Linked DNA regions of Mus musculus: region 1 is linked to region 2. The links are chromatin contacts, called in public HiChIP or PLAC-seq maps. All regions are on one chromosome and are shown on one strand. The core of a region is the stretch at or near the end of the contact, and the rest is flanking DNA. Distances in the headings are between cores, read along the strand shown.

Region 1 (4,906 bases), core at 1,651-4,150, 870 kb before region 2:
AATATTTTCCTATCATAAGTGCCTTTTAAGATTGAATTCTGACATAGCTAAAGCCGTCCGCCAGTGTTCCAACAGTCCTAGTTCGTCCTTAGCAAGACCTTGGGCTTGGAATTCAGTACTGCCCCTGGTATTACACTAACTCTTTGAGTAAAAGTTAGGTCACTGCCCTTCACAGGAATTTACCATCACTAAGGAAGAAAGAAGTTTCTGACCGTAGGAGAAACCAGAATAGATATTTAGAATTATAGCTGAGTTACACCTATCTATATACAGGAATTTACAATGGTTTAGGAAGTAGATCCGGCTGTGGTTTTAGAGTATTGCATTATTCATGAGATGGTTAGCTAGAACGGAACTCCCTAGTTAGAACCATGACTTGGGTGTGAAAGCCCTTGCCCTAGGAGTGAAAAGTTCTCACACCTGGCTTCTAAGACTATAGCTGACCTTAGATAGGGCTGACTCTGTCTCAGTTATTTTATTGCCCAGTTCCTGCCAGTCTTTGCGTTTTCATTTCCTCTGTTCTGTGTCAGAGTCATTAAGCATCCGGTTACCTCATTTGTACCTTGTGGGTATGTCACCCAACTACCTTGTTGTCTTCTGCATAAAAAGTCTGATGTTCGATTTGAAAAATTACATTCAGATTCCACACAAACTCTCCTGCGTGTGTGTCTGTCTGTCATTCATCCACGCTTTGCCCACCCGCGTCAAGAGACCCCGTTCCACGCAGACACAGGGACCCGGAAGGTCTGCGGCAATGTCTCACATTATTAATCAATATCTCCTCAACTAATAGCAAGTGCCATCTTTATCACATATTTCTCCATATGCTTCAAAAGACCCACTCACATGTGGCATTTCCCCCCAGCTTGAAAATATCTGGATTTTCTACTTTCCATCTCCTCCCCTTACTGACTTGCTTATATCACACTACTTAAGAAACATAGGGGCTGAGAGATGCTCAGTGGGTCAGAGCACTTGCTGCTTTTGCAGAGGACCCAGGTTCAGTTCCCAGCAACCAGACCGTAGCTCATAGACATTGGTGACTCCAGCACTAAGGGGGACACCCTCTTCTGACCTCCGTGGCTGCCGGGCACACACATGGTACAGTACATTTATACAGGCAAAACACATGCACATGAAAATAAATAAATCTTTAAAAAGGAAACATAATTATATATGCATACTACATAAGTATTACTTACATATGATATGCTTATATCATATGTAATATATGTTATAGTTACATATACATGCTATGTATACATAGCATATATAACGTATTATATATTATTAATAGTTATTTCAGGAGCTGCTGCGTAACACATTTTAGTACTATAGATATGGACACAGAAAACAAATGAATCACTCGGGATCCCATTTGGTTAAGTACAGTCTCCAGTGCTGACTGCAACAGTGAATATTCTGGTGTCATGGTTATTTTAATTACCAGGAATGAGACTGGTCTTAGAAGTAAAAGCGTACTTTTAAAAATAATTTTAGGAACAGAAAAATCCACTTCCACAGATGTGCAGAACGTGGTATTTATGTGTGGAAAGTGCTACTCTTCCTGCAGGCTCCCATGCAACACCTTTCATCTCAAAACTTCCTATTTACCATCCTGATCCCAGGTTATTGGCCTCACCACGGGGAATTATGAAAATCTTACCTATTCCATTCCAACATTAGTATCTTTATATTTGCTAAGTTACTACTTCAAATTTTTCTCAAGCAGGCTTGCTGGTACTAATCTGATAATCAAATAGTACATAACTTCCAGGCTTGGTGGTGCACACACCACACGGAATCCCAGCAGTTGGGAGGTTAAAGTAGGGGGAATCACTGCCAAGTTTTAGGCCACCCTGTGCTACGAGAGAGTTCAGAGGCAACTTGGTATAGATAATGAACCTGTCTAAAAAAAAAATTACACATACGTGATCGCACAGCATACCTCAACCATTTAAATATTAACGGTACTACAAGCCAGGTGGTGGAGGCACATGCCTTTAAATCACAGCGGGGGGGCGGGGGGCGGGGGGGCGAGGGGGCGGGGGGGGGCGGGGGGAGAGGGCAGAGGGCAGGGGGCAGGGGGCAGAGGGCAGAGGGCAGAGACAGGTGAATCTCTGAGTTTGAGACCAGCCTGGTCTGCAAAGCGATTTCCAGGACAGCCTGTCTCGGGGGAAAAAAATCCCCCCCCAAAAAAATACACACACAAAATTATGAGAAATTACAGAAGAACACACACGTGTGCTTAGTGATAACCTTTCAAACATCCTTCAGAAAAATCAACCTACTGCTTCACATGTCATTCACGAGGACAGAACATGATAGAATTCCAGGCAAAATCACTCACAATCACGTTCACAAATCACTTTCAATTCTCCAATCTCCTACAGGAGTCATACCCAATCTAAAAATAGACGCAGGCCGCTATAACCCTAAGCAAAATCCCGCCATCCAGCTTTCACATCCAAGAAGATCGCGATCACTTTATGGCTCTCCCTCCCGCCCCCAAATAATCAGGATGAGCTGAGGGAGCCAAACCACAACATGCTCCCCACATCCTCACACGCAACGCTCGTGATGCCCAGGGACCTGTTCCCAGCGACAGAGTGTCCTCGAGTTTAACACGAAAACTACCCCTTCGGGTCACCGGCAGTCATCCTCGGTGTCACGCCCACGGGCCACACCCGAGGCCCTGTGCAGCCGTTGAGTGTCCCGGTCCCGCTTCCTTAACCTTCTTCCTCCCCAAAATTACCAGGCCTGGCTCGGCCTCTCGGTTTCCTCCCCGGTCTTCCCATCTGGATTCGATCTCTCGGTCGCCCTCCAGATCCGGAGCATCCACTGCGGTCCTCAGCCTCTCCCAACGTCTCGAACCGCCCCGCCTCCGCTCAGCCGTCTACGCCTGCGCACTCACGCCGGGGGCTCGCTCTCCCAGGAGCCTCCGGGGCGGCCCGTTAGTTGCCGCGCGCGCCTCTCCCTCGCCCCGCGCTTGCACCAGCGTCCCCTTGGCTGGGGCGGGTGGGAGTCAGCTGCCTGCTACGGTCTGTGGCCGCGCGCGGGAGTGCATGGCTGCGTCAGTGTGGGGTGTGCCCACAGGGGAGCTCTGAGACTGATTCTGATTAGGTTTGGGTGATTGAACGCGGACCGAGCGGTTTGCGATCCCATACTGTGACCAATTGATCTTGTGACAGCACTGTGCTTTGATCCTATTGGGACCGACGCAGCCCCCACCCCCTTTGACTTCTGAGTTTGGTAGAATTTCATTTTGACCACCCTAGGCTGAGAATTATGTCTTGTAACTGTCGAAAAGCGCGAGGGGTGGCCTCTGTTGCATTCTTGTTCAGTCTGTACGCAATGTCTTTCCCAAGGGTAATTCAGAGAACGCATAAGGTTTCTCTTCCTCCGACAGGGAGGTGAGGGTAAAGGGATGGCAATGAAAAGTTCCATGATTTCTTGGAATGTGTGCTGAGGTTTCTGTCACTGCCTCTGTCGCCTCACCGGTGACATTGCCAGACTACACAGCGTGGAGTGACTTGGCTATTAAGGAGAAAGTTGGTATTTGAAACCTAGAACGACGATTCAGGTTTAAAAACCACACAGCCTTGTATGGAGATCTCACAATGGGAGTCGTCGTCGTCGTCCCCCCCCCCCCCAGATTGAAGTGCAAGCGAAGATAGGATATTGAAGTTCTAAGGATAGGATTCCAAAGATTGTTTTAGAAGTTATGTGTCATTAATAATTTTCCAAGGATTTATATCCAATATGATGCATTAATCAGTTATTCCATAGACGAAGCCACACCGATTGATTCTATTTTGGACCAAATACTGTTCCATCTGAAAGTGCTACTTAATCTCAATTGTATGATTTTCTTGTGAAGGAAAACCCTACTATCAAAAAGGTTATTGTATTGATGAAATGCGATTTTTAAAATGTACTAGACTTTGTAGCTGATTCGCTCTGTTCTTAGTGCAGGACTCTGTCAATTTTTCAACCCATTTCCTCACGTTGTTCAAAATAGATTTCTTTCCCAATACTTTAGGAAAAAAAAAATTGCTAAGGCTGGCCAGTGGTGGCACATGCCTTTAATCCCAACACTTGGGAGGCAGAGGCAGGTGGATTTCTGAGTTCGAGGCCAGCCTGGTCTACAGAGTGAGTTCCAGGACAGCCAAGGCTACACAGAGAAACCCTGTCTCAAAAAACCAAAAACAAACAAAACAAAACAAAAACAAAAAGTGCTTTAAATATATACAGGTTTTACTATGGTCACCCGTCCCCCCACCCCCACCCCCGATTTAGTAGTTTCACTGAGAAAAATATTTAATAACACAAGTTGTCCTAAATATTTAAACTTTTAACCCTATAAATATTGTTTGGCACCAAACTGCTATGCCCAAACATGAGGACCAGAGTTCAATCCTAGACCCACAGAGAAAGTTGTATATGACATGGTGCCTATAACCCCAGTGCTGGAAGGGCAGACAAGAATATCCCTGTGTTTCACTAACCAGCCAGCCTAGCTGAGTCTCCAAGATGCGGTGACAGACCCTGTCTCAAAACCCCAGGATGAACAGCTCCAGAAATGTGGCACCCAAGATTGCTTTCCAGCCTGCAGTCTAAGTCTCTCTCTCTCTCTCTCTCTCTCTCTCTCTCTCTCCCCCTCCCTCCCTCCCTCCCTCCCTCCCTCTCTCTCCTCTCCTCTCCTCTCCTCTCCTCTCCTTTTCTCTTTTGTTTTGAGATGGATCAGTCTCACTATTGTAGCTCTAGCTGGCCTGGTACTCACTTGTAGACCAGACTGGCCTCGAGCTCACAGAGACATGCTTGCCTCTGCCTCCCAAGCAGAAGGAGTAAAGGTATATATCACCAAATCTGGTACATTTTTTTAAAAAACATTTTTTGTAGATAG
Region 2 (4,781 bases), core at 94-2,593:
AAACTGTAAAGAGGTAAGGTGCTAGAAGGTGGTTAGGGGTATTTGTTGTTCTAGTGGCTCAAACCCAAGGATGGCTTCCACAGACAGCAGCAGGCCTCCACAAACACACACACACACATTTAAAAATAAAGTTTTTCAGGTAATGGGAAGCACCAAGTATGTGCTGGAATGACACGCGTGGAGCCTGCATGACCAGTGCAGGCATTTCTGCAAATGGACATTAAGCAGGCATCCAAGGTGGCACATGGCCACCTTGATCCTTGAAGTAGCCACCTGTTCCTGCTGAGAGGTGGGCGCTCACTTTTGGAATATACAGGTGGGTGTTTTGTTTTGTGTGCACGTGCCTGGATGTGCACCTGTGGAAGTCCAAAGACGGTGTGCAGGCGTGAGTTCTCTTAGGTGGTTCCGGGTGATTAGATTCACCTCATTAACCTGGCAATTCTACACAATGAGCCACCTCACCAGCCTCCTTATTTTCTTGAGTCAGGTATATTGCTGGGTGGCACAGAACTCACTCTGTAAGGCCAGGCTGGCCTTGAACTCAACTTGCCTCTGCCTCCTGAGTGTTAGAATTAAAGGTGTGTGTCACCAAGCCCAGCACTCTTATGCTGTGTAGCCCAGGCTATGATAGAGTCTTCAATCCCCCTGCCCCAGTCTCCTGAGCAGTGGGCTTACAGTACCTAGCTTAGAACTAATGTTGATGTTCCCGAAAGTCACATGGTGAAGCCATATCCCAAATTGGAGGTCTTATATTCAGACATGGAGAGCCAAGACTAGAAGCAGGAAGCAGACCATCTCTGTACTGGGGCTCTCTCCCTGCCTATGCCTAGCTTCCAGCCCCGAGCCTTGCCGACTATGAGGTAAACTGCTGCTTAAGCACTAATCTGTTATGTTTAACAGCCCAAATTAAGACACCTGCCTTTACCCAAACAACGCAACACATTTCACCACCATGCACTCTGCCAAGCACCAGCCTAGGAATTCAACCCCACCACCCCAGGGTACAACTTTGCTGGTGCTTTTCAGCTGCCGCCAGGGCGCACTAGTCTGGCCACCAAATTCTTCAGACACTACTTATCTCAGCTCGGAGGAGCTGAGAACCAGACCTCGTTGCTCCCAGAATGCACTTTAACTTTGTTCAGTGTACGGAACGGCTTTCCGGAAGCAAGTACCCCCGCAAAGGGACCAACTGATGACTAGTCTCACCCCCTTTCTCCCAGACACCTACAGCCACTTCTAACCCCACTTCCCACTTAGGAAAGTCTGGGTGGAGCCGGGAGCGCCAGTGCAGTGAGTCAGGGCCAGGGAGCTGAGGGACAAAGGTCCGGAGGGTGAGGCTTCGCGGAATTCCTGAGATGGGCAGGTCGTGCAGTCCCACCCCCTGCCCTAGGCTCTGCCTAAAGTTTCCGGCCATCCAGACTGGTCACCGCCATGGAGTTTGACTTGGCCGCAGGTAAGTTCCCCGGGGAGTGGTGGATTTGCTGTGTAAGGGGCCAGACTCAGAGCCTGGGAATACTGAAGGGAAGCTACGTCGCCTACATAACCATGTAACTCCCCTCTCCTCCGCAGCCCTGGGCCCTGGTTCTAAGAAGCCAGAGGGGGCAGGCCATGTGGGAGACCCCAAACACTGTCCTCTTAAAGCGCCGGGCGGGCCAGAGGCAGGCGCTGCTCACAAGCCGAGGGTAAGTCACTTCATCACCGGCACCGAGTCCCGAGGGCCCGAGATGAGAACTGGCTTCCGTCCTTGGTCCTCGGCCACACATCAGCCTTCCAGTTTGGGTTGGAAGCTGCTCGAGTGGGTCCCTGTCCTCACTGTAACCACTCCCTCCCCAACCCCCATCTAGCGTGTCTCTGGCAGCTCCTCCGACTCCAGCAGCAGTAGCAGCTCCAGCGACTCAGAGGCAGAGGGGAAGGTAAGAGACGGTCCCTCTCCCAGTGTGTCCTCTCGCACCTCAGACCCAGGCCCCGCTGCGGTCAGGGTCACGTTAGGCTCCTTGCCGAGGTGAGTGGGGCGGGTCCAGTACAGCTTTCAACCGGGCCACCTCCTCTCCTACCCACCGTCCTTGGCTCTCCAGGAGTATGCCGCTGGCTGCAAGAAGCATGAACGCTCCTCAGACAAGGCCAAGAAACCCAAGGTGAAGAAGGAGAAGATGGAGAAGAAGGAGAAGAAGGAGAAGAAGGAGAAGGAGAAGAAGGAGAAGAAGGCCCCCCATTGACTTATTAAACTTGCAGCCCTTTCCGCTCCCCAGCGCCCTCTGCCGGTCAGAAGTGGAGGCTGCGCCGAGCCCATCAGGTTTATTGTTGCGGGTGTGCAGTAGGCGACATGAGCACCTTGGCTAGGAAGGAGGGCGCGGGCCTGGAGGGCGGGAGCCCTGGTCAAGCGAGATGAGTGTGGGAGCTGGAGGCCAGGCCGCAGCTCACCGTACAAGGTGGAAGGTGAGCCAGTACATGAGTACCGGCTGCGCAGCTGCCACTGCCATAGTCAGGTACATGCGCAGCTGGTTCCGCGCCCCACGCACTGGCACTCCTTCGGCCGCTGCCTGGGCCAGGATCTTGAGCCGCAGTGTCCGGATCTGGGTGGTAAGGGTAAAGTGGGGGTCCCGTAAGTGCCAGGCAGCTCGGGATGAGTCCCTGCCCCTCTGTGGCCTCCAGTTTGTGTTCCTAGAAGGGTCTTTTGAATAGCTACCTCCCCCAAGCCCTGTGAGCAAACCTTTGCAGAGGCAAAGGCCAGAAGAGAGGCTAAGAATTGTAGATCCCGGCCTGAAGAGCATGGCCTAGCTGCTTCCACCTACTGGGAGACAGTTGCCTTCACGCAACGCAGATCCTCACAGACACTAGCCCAGTGCCCTACCACAGAGTAACACTCCCAAAACACGCCAGCTCCAGAAGACAAACTAGAAGAGCTATTTCCTTTTTGGTTTGGCTCAGATGCCTTCCTCCCCCTCCTTCTCCCCCTCCCGCGCTCTTTCTCTCTGGGAGGCAGGATCTTGACATGTAGACCAAGGTGGCCTCGAGTTCCTGGTGATGGATCTACTTGAGCCCTGGTATGCACGTCAGCGCAGCCTGCAGGAGCTTGGTAGCGAGCGCCCTTCACCTGCTTAGCCACCTCACTGTTCCCGATGTTTCTTTGGGGGTGTGTGTGTGTGTGTGTACCTATATTTGTGGGAGTTAGAGGACCCTTTACCAAGTAGGCTAGGCTGGTACCAATGAGCCCCACATTCCTAGCTCTGAGATTATAAGAATAGATCTACTTTGGGCTCTTTTTTTTTTTAATGTGGGGTCCAAGGATTGAAGTCAGGTCTTCCTTACTGATGGAGCCATCTCCCAGCTCCCTTAAAGTAACATGATGACAAGGCTTATGCTTGTGGACCAGGGCCCGTGTTACCCTCTGCTTCCCCCTCATGCTCGGTCTAAATCCTCCCAAGACTCCGGTGCAGTCACCAGGCATCCCATTTTACAAAAGAAACTGAGGCTTAAGTAGAGGAGGTGATTCACTCCGAGTACACGGCAGTCCAAACATGGCCCCTAGTCAGTATTTTACCACAGCTGGAGGGACTCAGGGGCATATTGGCAGAAAGCCCAGCATACAGAGACAGAAGTAAGAGTGAGAGCCCAAGCAGAGCCTGTGTACTGGGCAACCCTGGCCCTAGCCTAGCATCCAGGCTGGCTCTTGCTCTCAGAAGGGCGCACAGAGTCTGCCTCTTCCAGGAGGCTCTCCTAGCCCCCAGATTTGGTACTTGGATGCTCCAAAGACCTCCCCAAGCCTGCCTGGGAAGCCTGGGGCCTCAGCCTTGCCCGCCCTGATCCCCACTCACCATGAATACAAAGATGGACACACAGCACCAGGCAAGCACCAGGTAGTAGCCGATCTTTCCAAAGAGCAGACCCGTGAGGACGCCGCCAATCATCCTGAGGGGGAAGGGGGGAGGGGAGAATCAGTGTGAAGAGGCCAAGGTCTGGGACTGGCAGGCAGGGCAGGAGCACTCACCCCACATATTTGTAGCCCAAGAAGGCCACCAGGTCAATGGTGGTGAGGTCGGTGTTGACAGTGACCAGGTAGAGACTGAGCAGGATTGCTACGACTTCCAGAGTCAGCCAGGCCAGAGCTGAGCTCGCCTGCAGTCCCAGGAGGTCTGGGGAGAACCTGCCGGAAGAGATGTCCCCTGAGCATCACCCGGGGCAGCCCTGTGTCAATGGAACAGAGACCACCAAGGATCTGGGTCTGTCCCTAGACAGTGACACTCAAGTCAGGGCTTAGATGGGGGACCTCAGAGCCCTGTGAGGGGTACCAGGAAGGTTCCTCCCGATAAAGAAAGGGCAGCTGAGCTGAAGCCTGAAGTCAGAACTGGTGGGGAAGGGGCCTTGCTTCATCTTGGAGCCTTAGCAAGGAATCCACTAGTTCCATGACACTTGTTTTCGATGCCACAAAAAAGAAGAAACAGGCGACTGTAAGGGAGAGATGGGGCCTGATCAGCCTAGGGGTTAGGAAATGACACAGGATGAGGACCACAGTGAAGGAGCAGGTGCGGGACACAGAGGGAAAGAGCACATTCCTGTGTCAGGGAACTAACTGGATGTGCAAAGGCCCCGAGGCAGCAGCAGGGCTGGGGGCACAGGGTCAGCTGCTTGACCTTTGAGCCACTGACAGCTTCAGGATAGGGAGGAGGCCAGGCCCACCTCTTAGAGCTTTTAGTTGCTGCTAGAGTGAGATTATAAGGGGTGAAAGTGGGAAGCAACTTATTTAGGGGGATTGTGAACATAAGAATAGATTTGTGGGTGGA

The links. HiChIP or PLAC-seq counts read pairs in DNA pulled down with a chosen protein or histone mark.
Region 1: an H3K27ac HiChIP or PLAC-seq map of extraembryonic endoderm stem cells shows a contact between it and region 2, with 4 times the contacts expected there. The contact joins the promoter of Zfp382 here to the promoter of 2200002D01Rik in region 2. A contact is called at or near these places in 1 of 39 promoter capture datasets (embryonic stem cells) and 1 of 115 datasets of contacts at active chromatin or transcription factors (extraembryonic endoderm stem cells).

The regions. Positions count from the first base shown.
Region 1 is chr7:30,119,926-30,124,831 of GRCm38.p6, reverse strand. It overlaps Zfp382 (zinc finger protein 382), which reads right to left and starts at 2,900. Exons shown (of 5, transcript NM_001081007.2): 1 at 2,756-2,900. The coding sequence starts at 2,798.
Region 2 is chr7:29,245,029-29,249,809 of GRCm38.p6, reverse strand. 2200002D01Rik (RIKEN cDNA 2200002D01 gene) reads left to right here and starts at 1,343. Exons shown (of 4, transcript NM_028179.1): 1 at 1,343-1,453; 2 at 1,570-1,682; 3 at 1,845-1,913; 4 at 2,076-2,289. The coding sequence starts at 1,432. The coding sequence ends at 2,216. Yif1b (Yip1 interacting factor homolog B (S. cerevisiae)) reads right to left here. Exons shown (of 8, transcript NM_001110201.1): 6 at 3,989-4,144; 7 at 3,816-3,909; 8 at 2,278-2,573. The coding sequence ends at 2,418.